Linked DNA regions of Mus musculus: region 2 is linked to region 1. The links are chromatin contacts, called in public HiChIP or PLAC-seq maps. All regions are on one chromosome and are shown on one strand. The core of a region is the stretch at or near the end of the contact, and the rest is flanking DNA. Distances in the headings are between cores, read along the strand shown. Region 1 overlaps Cux1 (cut-like homeobox 1). Region 2 overlaps Cux1 (cut-like homeobox 1).

What was found. HiChIP or PLAC-seq counts read pairs in DNA pulled down with a chosen protein or histone mark.
Region 2: a FOXA1 HiChIP or PLAC-seq map of pancreatic cancer cells shows a contact between it and region 1. The contact joins two enhancer-like sites. A contact is called at or near these places in 1 of 15 datasets of contacts at CTCF or cohesin (the NIH/3T3 cell line), 1 of 484 Hi-C or Micro-C datasets (cortical neurons) and 2 of 115 datasets of contacts at active chromatin or transcription factors (double positive thymocytes and pancreatic cancer cells).

Annotation. Positions count from the first base shown.
Region 1 is chr5:136,286,236-136,290,779 of GRCm38.p6, forward strand. It overlaps Cux1 (cut-like homeobox 1), which reads right to left. Exons shown (of 23, transcript NM_001291234.1): 20 at 526-828. Among named protein-coding and RNA genes, the nearest start is that of Gm30408, 43 kb to the left of the region's middle. Within about 2 kb of position 2,461, at least 14 of the 459 cell types and tissues checked have an H3K27ac peak or open chromatin away from gene starts, as enhancers often do. A contact at or near this core is called in pancreatic cancer cells, where this site is marked.
Region 2 is chr5:136,498,488-136,503,031 of GRCm38.p6, forward strand. All of the region lies in intron 1 of Cux1 (cut-like homeobox 1), which reads right to left. Among named protein-coding and RNA genes, the nearest start is that of Cux1, 67 kb to the right of the region's middle. Within about 2 kb of position 2,229, at least 101 of the 459 cell types and tissues checked have an H3K27ac peak or open chromatin away from gene starts, as enhancers often do. A contact at or near this core is called in pancreatic cancer cells, where this site is marked.

The DNA.
Region 1 (4,544 bases), core at 1,211-3,710:
AGCCCACTTGAGGCAGAGCCCAGGTTAGCTTCAGCATGTATAAGGTATATGGCCTGGGGCTGATACCCTGAGAGGATGACCACCTCAGGACTGCAAAGCAGAAGTAACAGCAGCAGGATTAAATGGCTTCAAGATGCCAGGCAGGGGCCTTGGAGCTACTGAGTCATTAGCCTGTGCAGGGCAGGATCCAGCCAGCATCCCTGAAGGGCTTGCCCCATACATAGCAGTCACAGTGAGGGAAAGTAGGAGGAAACCTTGTTCTGACATCCATAAAGTTACCTGATGCTGCAGCATTAAGCTGCTCTGCTCTGGTACCCACCATGAATATGGGTGAATGAGTTTGGGAATCAAACTGTTTTTAATTTCTTTTGTGAACTTTGTGAATGACAACTTGTAGCAATGTAAAAAAGTTGGATGCATGGAGATTTTAGAGCCTTTGGCTGGCTCAGCCTATAGTTCCCTCCCTCATCCTTTTAAGGCTTCAAACAGGAAATGACTAGTAGGAAACTGGCAATGGGGACATACCGAGGTTGTTGTCTGTCAGCACCTCTTTGACCCTCTTGGTTATGCCATACGTGTCCAGCTCAGGAGACATGGCTACTAATTCTTGGATGCTGAGGGCTGAGTGTCCAGAGAGAGGCAGCGGTGTTGTGGGCTGGGAGTCTGAGGCAGGCGGGTCGCTGGGCTCTGGTGGTTTGCCTTCTTTACTGGTCTCAATGGCGGGACAGGGCTGCTGGACCAGCTCGGTGAGACTCTTCACAGATTCGCTGGAACTCATTGGGGACTCAGGGGCAGGGCTGCAGCTGGCAGAGGTCTTTGGAGTGCTTTCTAGAATTAAACACAGCAAGAATGGCTGCTCAAACTATCATCTGTTACCATGTACACCGACTTCCATTTCTCAGGAAACAGTAATTAAATCCCATTCCAGAAGGGGACCGTCGTAGACCTTGGGACTGTGTTATTTTGCCATTTTTTTCATTAAGTGTAACCTCTAATTTTTCTGCATTAAAGGAACAAAAATAACACCAACAAAGACAAAAAAAAAATCAACTAAAGGTTCAAATAAAAGGTTTCTGAAGGCTTAATATCAGGGCATTTTGCTAAAAAAAAATGTCATTATGACTGCTATGATTTGTTCTAATCAAACCCCATGATTCTGGTAATTCAGAGGGACTGGGGGTCTAATATGTGATTATTTCCTCTATATTTTCCAGAACAAAAATATGGACAGGAGGTGGAGAGATAGCTCAGTAGGTGGAGAGATAGCTCAGTAGGTGGAGAGATAGCTCAGTAGGTGAAGTGTTTCCTTGCAAGTATGGGGATCTGAGTGCTATCCTTAGAACCCATGTAAAAAGTCAGGCATTGTAAATCCCATGCTTGCAATCCCAGCACTGGGAAGGAAGAGACAGGCTGACCCTTGAGGCTCACTGGCCAGTCAGCTTGGCATACTTGGTGAGGGTGGCGCTTGTGGAATGGGAGGCAAAGGTGACCTCTGGCTTCTACATGCATATGCAGGAATGGACAGATCATTCTAGGCAAGGGTTGCCTATAAGCCAGGATGGTCATCTGGTTACAAAGACTCTTGAACCCAGTGCCTTAGCTGTTGGTCTCTGGTGGTCCAGGGAGACTCAAGCCTTAGGATCAGAATGCTTTTTTGTGAGGTTACCAGAGAGGTGCTGAGACTAGTGGATGAAGGATACAAAGAAAGGTGGCCTGCCTGTTGCACATCAACCCATGGGGCGTGTGGGTCTTGTTTGCTTTAGAAAATCAAGCTCTTTGCTCATCTAGACCACACTGTGACTGGCACCAGAAAGAAACTGGTGTGGGGACCATCAGGAATCATGTGTTCCTTTAGGACAGCCTGGGCCTTGTTGGGAGTCATTGAAGGTGCCCAGTGGGAAGTGCTCCATCTGTTCTCCAGCTGAGTGTGAGAGGAGGCAGAGTCTCTGAGGGGACCAGCCTCGGGCATGCCCGTGAGGTTTCTAGGCTGAGTAACTGCTGTGGGAAGATGCTCTCTGCATGTGGACAATTCCATTCCACCGGCTGGGGTCCCGACTGCAGAAAAGGGAGAAGGTGAGCTGAGTGCCAGCATTCACCTCGCTCTGCTTCCTGACTGTGGATGCCACGTGAGCAGCTCACACTCCTGCTGCCGTAACCTCCCTGCCATGATGGGCAGTATCCTCTGGATCCATGAGCCAGAATAAACTTTCTTTAAGTCGCTTCCATCCGGCACCTTGTCACAGTAACAACAAAACTAACACAGCAAGCAATGGCCCCACTTCACCTAAGTATCACCTGTGAAGCTTGGCACACTGCCTTGAGCCTGGTGTGAGGGCACTAGAATAAAGACTGGTCATATCCTAATCTCCAAAGACACAGTGAGAGAGCCTGGAGAAGGAAGTGTGAGGACTCCTGTCCACAGACCCAGCCTGTGGTCTCATTCTGTGTTTGGCACACCCTCTTCCCTTTCTTCCACTGAGGCTAATACACCAGAGGGCCACGTGTGAGGGGCCAGGCAAGGTGTGGTTACAGCATACCTGAGTGATGATAATTGTATTGAAATGCTCTTATTTATAGCTATTTCCTCTAGTGGCTAATAGATGACTGACTGGTGATGTTGGCTAGAGTCCAAAGGCAGGACCTTCTGTGTCGTCTCTTGTTTGCTGCTCCCTCAAGCTGTAACAGGTCCCTCAGGAACACTTTCAGCACAGTTGCAGGTAGCCCAAAATACTGTTGCCTTGGCTGAGGGTGTGGTATAGTAGCAGAGCACCTGCTGAGCATGTTTAGTGCTCTGAATTTTATATCTATTGTTATGAAAAGCCAAACCAATAAATAACCAGACAACAAAAAAGAAAACACTGTTATCTGAATAAAACATAGCAAGAAGGAAGACTTTACTTCCAGTTTATGGCATACACATATGAATAATGAGTATGATACATGTATGTGTGTGTATGTGCAGGTATACACAATCATACAGAGGCCAGAGGAGGCTCAGGTACCCTGCTCTATCATTCATTATCTTATTCTCTTGAGACAGGGTCTCTCACTGTACCTGGAGCTATACTGGAGGCCTGGAAGTCCCACTGATCCTCTTGTATTTGCCTCTCCAAGCATGGGGCTTACAGTAGGCATGCAGTTACATCTGGCTTTTTATGTGGGTGCTGGGGGTTTAAACTCAGGTCCTCACACTTAGGCAGCCAATGCTTTTATCACTAAGCTGCTTCCCCAAGCCTCATAGAATATTTTCTAGACATTTGGGCTAATAACCTCTCCTGTATCCAGGGAGTAGGACATATATTAAAAATACAAGTTTTTTTTTTTTTTTATATGAGCACCTAGAAAGAACAAAACCTGAAACAGAACCACAATTGAATCCAATAAGCCTGTGTAATGCTCTCAAATTGGTAAAAAGTCCCACTATCTCATAAAGCTCGGCCTGGAAAAATCAGGTTAAGAAAACAACTGAACTGCTTTGTGAGACATGTAAAAGAGATGGGTATGGGGGCAGAAATGGCCTGTATCCATCTTTAAGGCAGTATGAATCCTGTAAATCAGATTTCTTTTCTCCACTCACCCCTGGGTCACCAGACAACAGGGTCTAAAACCTAGCAAATGTTGTTTGTGTGTGGAAGCAGCAAAAGATTGTACTGTAAACTCGCCCTGACTCACCCATGCGAGGGCCCATTTGGCAGATCATCCATCTTACTCACTGACTACTGTCAAGAATAGCATGCGTCCCAAGCATGATAAACAGATTTCTCCTAGGTTTGTGTCCTTTAACCCACAACAAGGTCAAAATCATGGCTGCCCCCCTAACAGACAGCACAGGGCTGCCTGCTGTCTGGGAGTGAGATCTCACCAAGCAGCTGCTAGTCCTTCTCCTGTTGGTGCACTCAACAGCTCCCTGCATGCATGCATGCTACACAAGGTCAGCAGACATAAAGGTGTATACCTAGCAAGCAGGAGGACTATCCCTTTGCATTCCCCACTACTGAAGAAGTGACACACTGTTCTAAGTTGCTGAGGCTGGCTAGTACTTGGTGAGAGTGTCTCTTCACAGTCACACAGCATGCACTACCGTGCTATAGTCTCAGGTTACAGAAAGCTGAATAGTCCAGTTTTTATTTATTGCTGTTGTTAAAAAAAAAAAAAAAAAGAGTCTCATGTAGTTCAGACTGGCCTTGAACATACTGGGTATACTGTACATACATATGTATATGTAGGTATGCCCCAACACACCTGCTGTATGTAGAACTGGGGACCGAACTGAGGGCTTCTTTTGCTACATGGTGTTGCTGTGTCCTTGTGAGAGCTGGGCAGGAGGCTAGAAGGTGGATGGGAATGCAGGTTCAAGAGCAACTTAGGAGAGAACAAAGAGGGTTCAAAGAGGTGTGGTAGGAGGATCTGAATGATATCTGGAGTCCCTTGCATGGCAGGATATGTGGTGAACTATTCAGAGGAGTGTGCTGTTGGAGGGGTGCTGTGGAAGACATGCCTCCCCTGAGGTTAAGTGCAGTAGTGGCACCCTGCAGTCTCAGTAC
Region 2 (4,544 bases), core at 979-3,478, 210 kb after region 1:
CATCCTAGCACTTGGGAAACTGAGAGGCAGGGGGATCAAAGCAAGTCCAAGGCCAGCCTAGGCTACAATACTAAGTGCTAAGTACTCGGGTCTACACAAAGAGCAAAAAGTCTTGTTTCCAAAAACAAACCACTATGATGAGTGTAATCCTAGACCTCAGGAGACTGAGGCAGGAGGGTCATCAGTTCTAGCCCAGGCCACCAGGGATACACAGCAAGATCCTCTCTCCCCAGCCAAAAAGGAGGCAGGGGAACTGTGACCCCATGACCATCCTGGACTATAACACCAGAAACTAGGAGAGAGGTGTGGAGTTAAAGCTCTGTAGCTAAGCACTTGCTGCATGCGCCCAAGGCCCTGGGCTTGCTCTCCAGCACTGCAAAAAAAAGCAAAATGAGAAAAAATCTAAACACTCCAAAGAGTTGCAGGAGAGTTGGGTGCTTAAGAGACGGGATTGTGAAAGTTAAGAGCCATCGCAGTTACAGGTGAAGTGCTAATAACTTCATTTTGAAACTGTTGGGTTGGATGTGTGTGTGTGTGTTTTTTTTAAATCACAGCTGTGCCTTGCACCACAACCCTACCTGTAGCTGTGTTCCCTTCTCACATTTTAATTAGCAAATAAAAGCTCTGAAAGGCTCTCAAGATGTTTCTGCCTGGAGTTATAAGTCAAAGTGAAAAAGACACTAAGCTGTTCCCCGGAAAAGCCAAACTCAGAGCAGACATCTATCAACTGCTTGCCTGAGTTCATGGGGAACTTGGATTTAGTTCAGGACTGCCACCTCTGAACCAGCTGAGCCATCCTTGACTTTACTTTTGTGGTTAATTTTTGAGATTTTCAGGGCCTGGTGCCTAAAGCAGAGTAGTTTTAAGGGCCATTTTAATTCACAGTGAGAATGGCCTCCAGCCCTCTTCAAACCTGGAAGTGCTGCTACCTATCTACTCACACTAGTCCCTAGGACAGGAACTCTATTTATCCGCTGTACCCCAGCTTGTCCAAAAGTTGGCGGGTCCCCTAGCTACAGTCACACAAAGCTAGCTAATGAGTCACTGCTACTGTCTGGAGTTGCCTAAAGGATGGAGACAGACAATTAACAAGCACAATTACCACAAACTCTTGCTGCCACATAGTGTGTGTGAGGAGGAGGGGGGCTATTCTGATACTAATTCAGTCATAGCCAGTCCTGTTCCCATCAGAAGTGACCCCACATCCTAGGTGTCTCTTCTGTACCCCCATCACCAATCAAAACTCCTTGGGGCAGGAAATTACACTCACTGCAATTTGTTCCTTGGGTTATGGCTATGGCTTGGTTGGTAGAGTGTTCCCATGAAACCCTGAGTGCATTCCCAGGACTTCATAAACCAGGTGTGGTCATGCATTCCCAAAATCACCACACTGGGGAAGTGGAGACAGAAGGATCAGGAGTTAAGACATCCTGAGCATGGTGAGTTGGAAGCCATCTTGGGCTACATGAGACCCTGCCTCAGAAGAAATAAAGGAACAAACCACAAAAAGACTTTCAGGAGAAGGTGACTGCAGACTTGTTCCCAGCAGACCCCATTCCTAAGCGCTCTGTCTGCTAGCAGGTTTCTCCAGAGCTCCCTGTGCGGCTGCATAGCACTTACAGCATGCACTTGCCAACAGCAATATCATGGTCTGTGTGGTGGGAAGGTCTGAACTGGGGTGTCTAATGGGATTGGGATAAGTCTGTCTTAACCCTACAAACAGGAAGAGGCCGTTGCTGTCTCAGAGGCAGCTGCATCAAGGTTACAGAGATGTATGGACATGAAAGGGGACTGCATGAATTCAGAGCATCACTCTGGAGGAACAGCCTTGGGTCCATGACGCGGGGAGCCTACTTTCCTCCCTCCTGGCTCAGGAGCAGATTTATTTATAGACTGGGCTCCTAGCAGGGAATGTAAAGAAAGGAAATAGAGGTCCTCAAAACTGCCCTGGCCCTCAGGGCACTCACAAGGCCTACACGGCTTGGACCTCTTCCAGGAAGAGCAGGTATCAGGACCAGCTGTGAGTATGGACAGAGGGCTTCCCCTGCAAGCAGAGTCGGAGAAAGTGCTTCCTGCCAAGGATCAGGAAGATACAAAGGTAGCAAAGGAAGCAGGGAGGCTACATGCAGCCCCAAGAACAGGAAAGAGGGAAGATTCCAGAAGGCAGGGGGAATAAAAATAGCTGCTGTCAGTTTACTGAGTCATCTTTTATGTCCCTTGTGGTTTTTAATCCCCGTGACAACCTAACACAGTGCTCTCTGCCTGCTGTACTGTCAGGCACCCTGACATTCACAGGTACAGCCAGCTGGCCAGACGCAGCCCAGCAGGACCTCACCAGCAGAGAGGCCACCACTTCCACAGAGCTTGGCCCCAAATTGCAGGGCCCTCCTATTTTAAAGTCCGGGGGCTGTATCTGTCCTGTGATGAGGTCTGTCTTTGTGTCCCCAGCTTTCTCTCTGGGTTTCCCTACTAGTCCCTCCCACCAGGGGGACTGCCAGAGCCAGGTCTGCTTTTTGTTTGTTTGTTTGTTTGTTTGTTTGTTTCAAATGTAGAAAATACTCCAATTTATTCACGAAAACATTAGAATTATTTATCACGATTCACTCATCCATACCCATCTTCCCTGGTCTGCTTTAAACAGGGTAAAGCACCATCTTCACTAGTGAGCTCCTAGGTCACAGTTGCTGAGAAAGGGAGGGGGAAACACACCTGTGACCACAAAGCTTGGAAAGCAGAGGCAGGAGGATTGTGAATCCATGATCAACTGGGGTTACATTGAGAGACCTTGTCTGAAGAAACAACCAATAAAGAGCTAGCTATGATGGAGCACACCTGTGATCCCAGCTCTTTGGAGGTGGCGGCAAATGGGCCAAGAGTTTAAGTCAGCTTCAGGTACACTGAGTTCAAAGCCTACCTAGGCTACATAAGACCATGTTTCAAAAACAAACAAGAATGGTTTAAGAGATAAAATAAAACAAACAAACAAACAAACAAGAAAACCCACAAGAATAGAGGGAAGAAAGCTGCAGCTCAACAATGAGCCCACAGGGTGGGGGAGGCTGGGGGGGGGGGGAGGCTAGAAGGGAATGGGATGTATACTTTTAACTGTGTGTGTGTGTGTGCATGGATGTGCACATGTGCAAGGCACTGAGGGTTTATTATTCTATTACTTACCACCCTGTCATTTATTGACTTATTTTTAAGTTATTACTTTGTGTGTGTGCATGTGTGTGAGCATACACAGGACACGCATACACAGGACACATGTGTGCATGTGTGTGAGCATACACAGGACACATGTGTGCATGTGTGTGAGCACACACAGGACACGCATAAGAAAGTCAGAAGACCTGGAAGGCTTGGGTTCTGCCTTTCCATCACTTGAGCCCCAGAGACGGAACTCAGATCATCCAGCTTGGCATTAAGTACCTTTACTGCTGAAATATCTTGCAAGCCTTCCATGTGGCTTTTTGAAAGGCGCTCTCTCTCTCTCTCCCTCTCTCTCTCTCCCTCTCTCTCTCTCTCTCTCTCTCTCTCTCTCTCTCTCTCTCTCTCTCTCTGAATGGGTAAGTGGCTCCCTAGTTTCAGCTCCCAGGTGCTATAATCCTGCAGGCACAAGCTTCCACGCCCAGCATTTGCCATGGGTGCTGGGGATCCAAACACTCAGCTCTCCGTGCTTCCGTTTTAAGGACTTTACTACCTGAGCCGCCTCCCCAGCCCTCCATCTTGATGAGCAGGCAGCAGCCGAAGTACAACTCACAGTGGCATCAGGCGAAGACCCAAGCACAGTCTCTAAATCAGAATCTTGAACCAGCTTCAGGGAATGCAGTTAATACAGGAAGTGACCCCCAGACGAACAAATAGGATACAGTGAAATGGAATTATGAGCCTGGCAGTGAACAGTGGTGGGAACTTCCCATCCCTGTGGCTGCCAGCTTTCGTTCTGGTCCCCTCCTTGCCTTAAATGTTCCTGGGGCTCCCAGAGCCAGTCAGCAGCTGACCTGTCAAATCTGACTTCTGGAATAAAAATGAAAAGGCCAAGTGGCAGCCGTAACATGGAATTTCCTTGTTTTTATTAGTTTAAGGCTCTTAAAGAGTAACTTTTACATTGGGGAAAACGTCTCAAATATGTACTACTTGAAACGCAGCTCTGGTTACCTCTCACATGTTTCCAATCACTCCCCTTGCCAAGTCTACTAGTTATCAAAACACATTTGTGGTTTGGGGAGTTGGGGGCTGCTCTCCCCCACTCAGAGTGCATCTGCTTTTCCTGCTGTGACCTCATCCCCTGGATCCCTGACCCCTAGGGGCTGCCAGAGAGGCCTTATCCAGGGAACAGGGTGAGCTACTGTTCCTCCTGGGTGGGCGTGATAGAGAAGGGAGAGCTGTGTGCTTCACCTCAGTACTGCTCACAGCCACAACTAGAGAAAGATTTGGGGTCTTTTTAAATAAATAAATACTACTCAAAGCTTGGTAAAGTATACATGTAATCACAGCACTTGAGAAGTGGAAGCAGAAAGACTATAAATTCGACTGCAGAACTT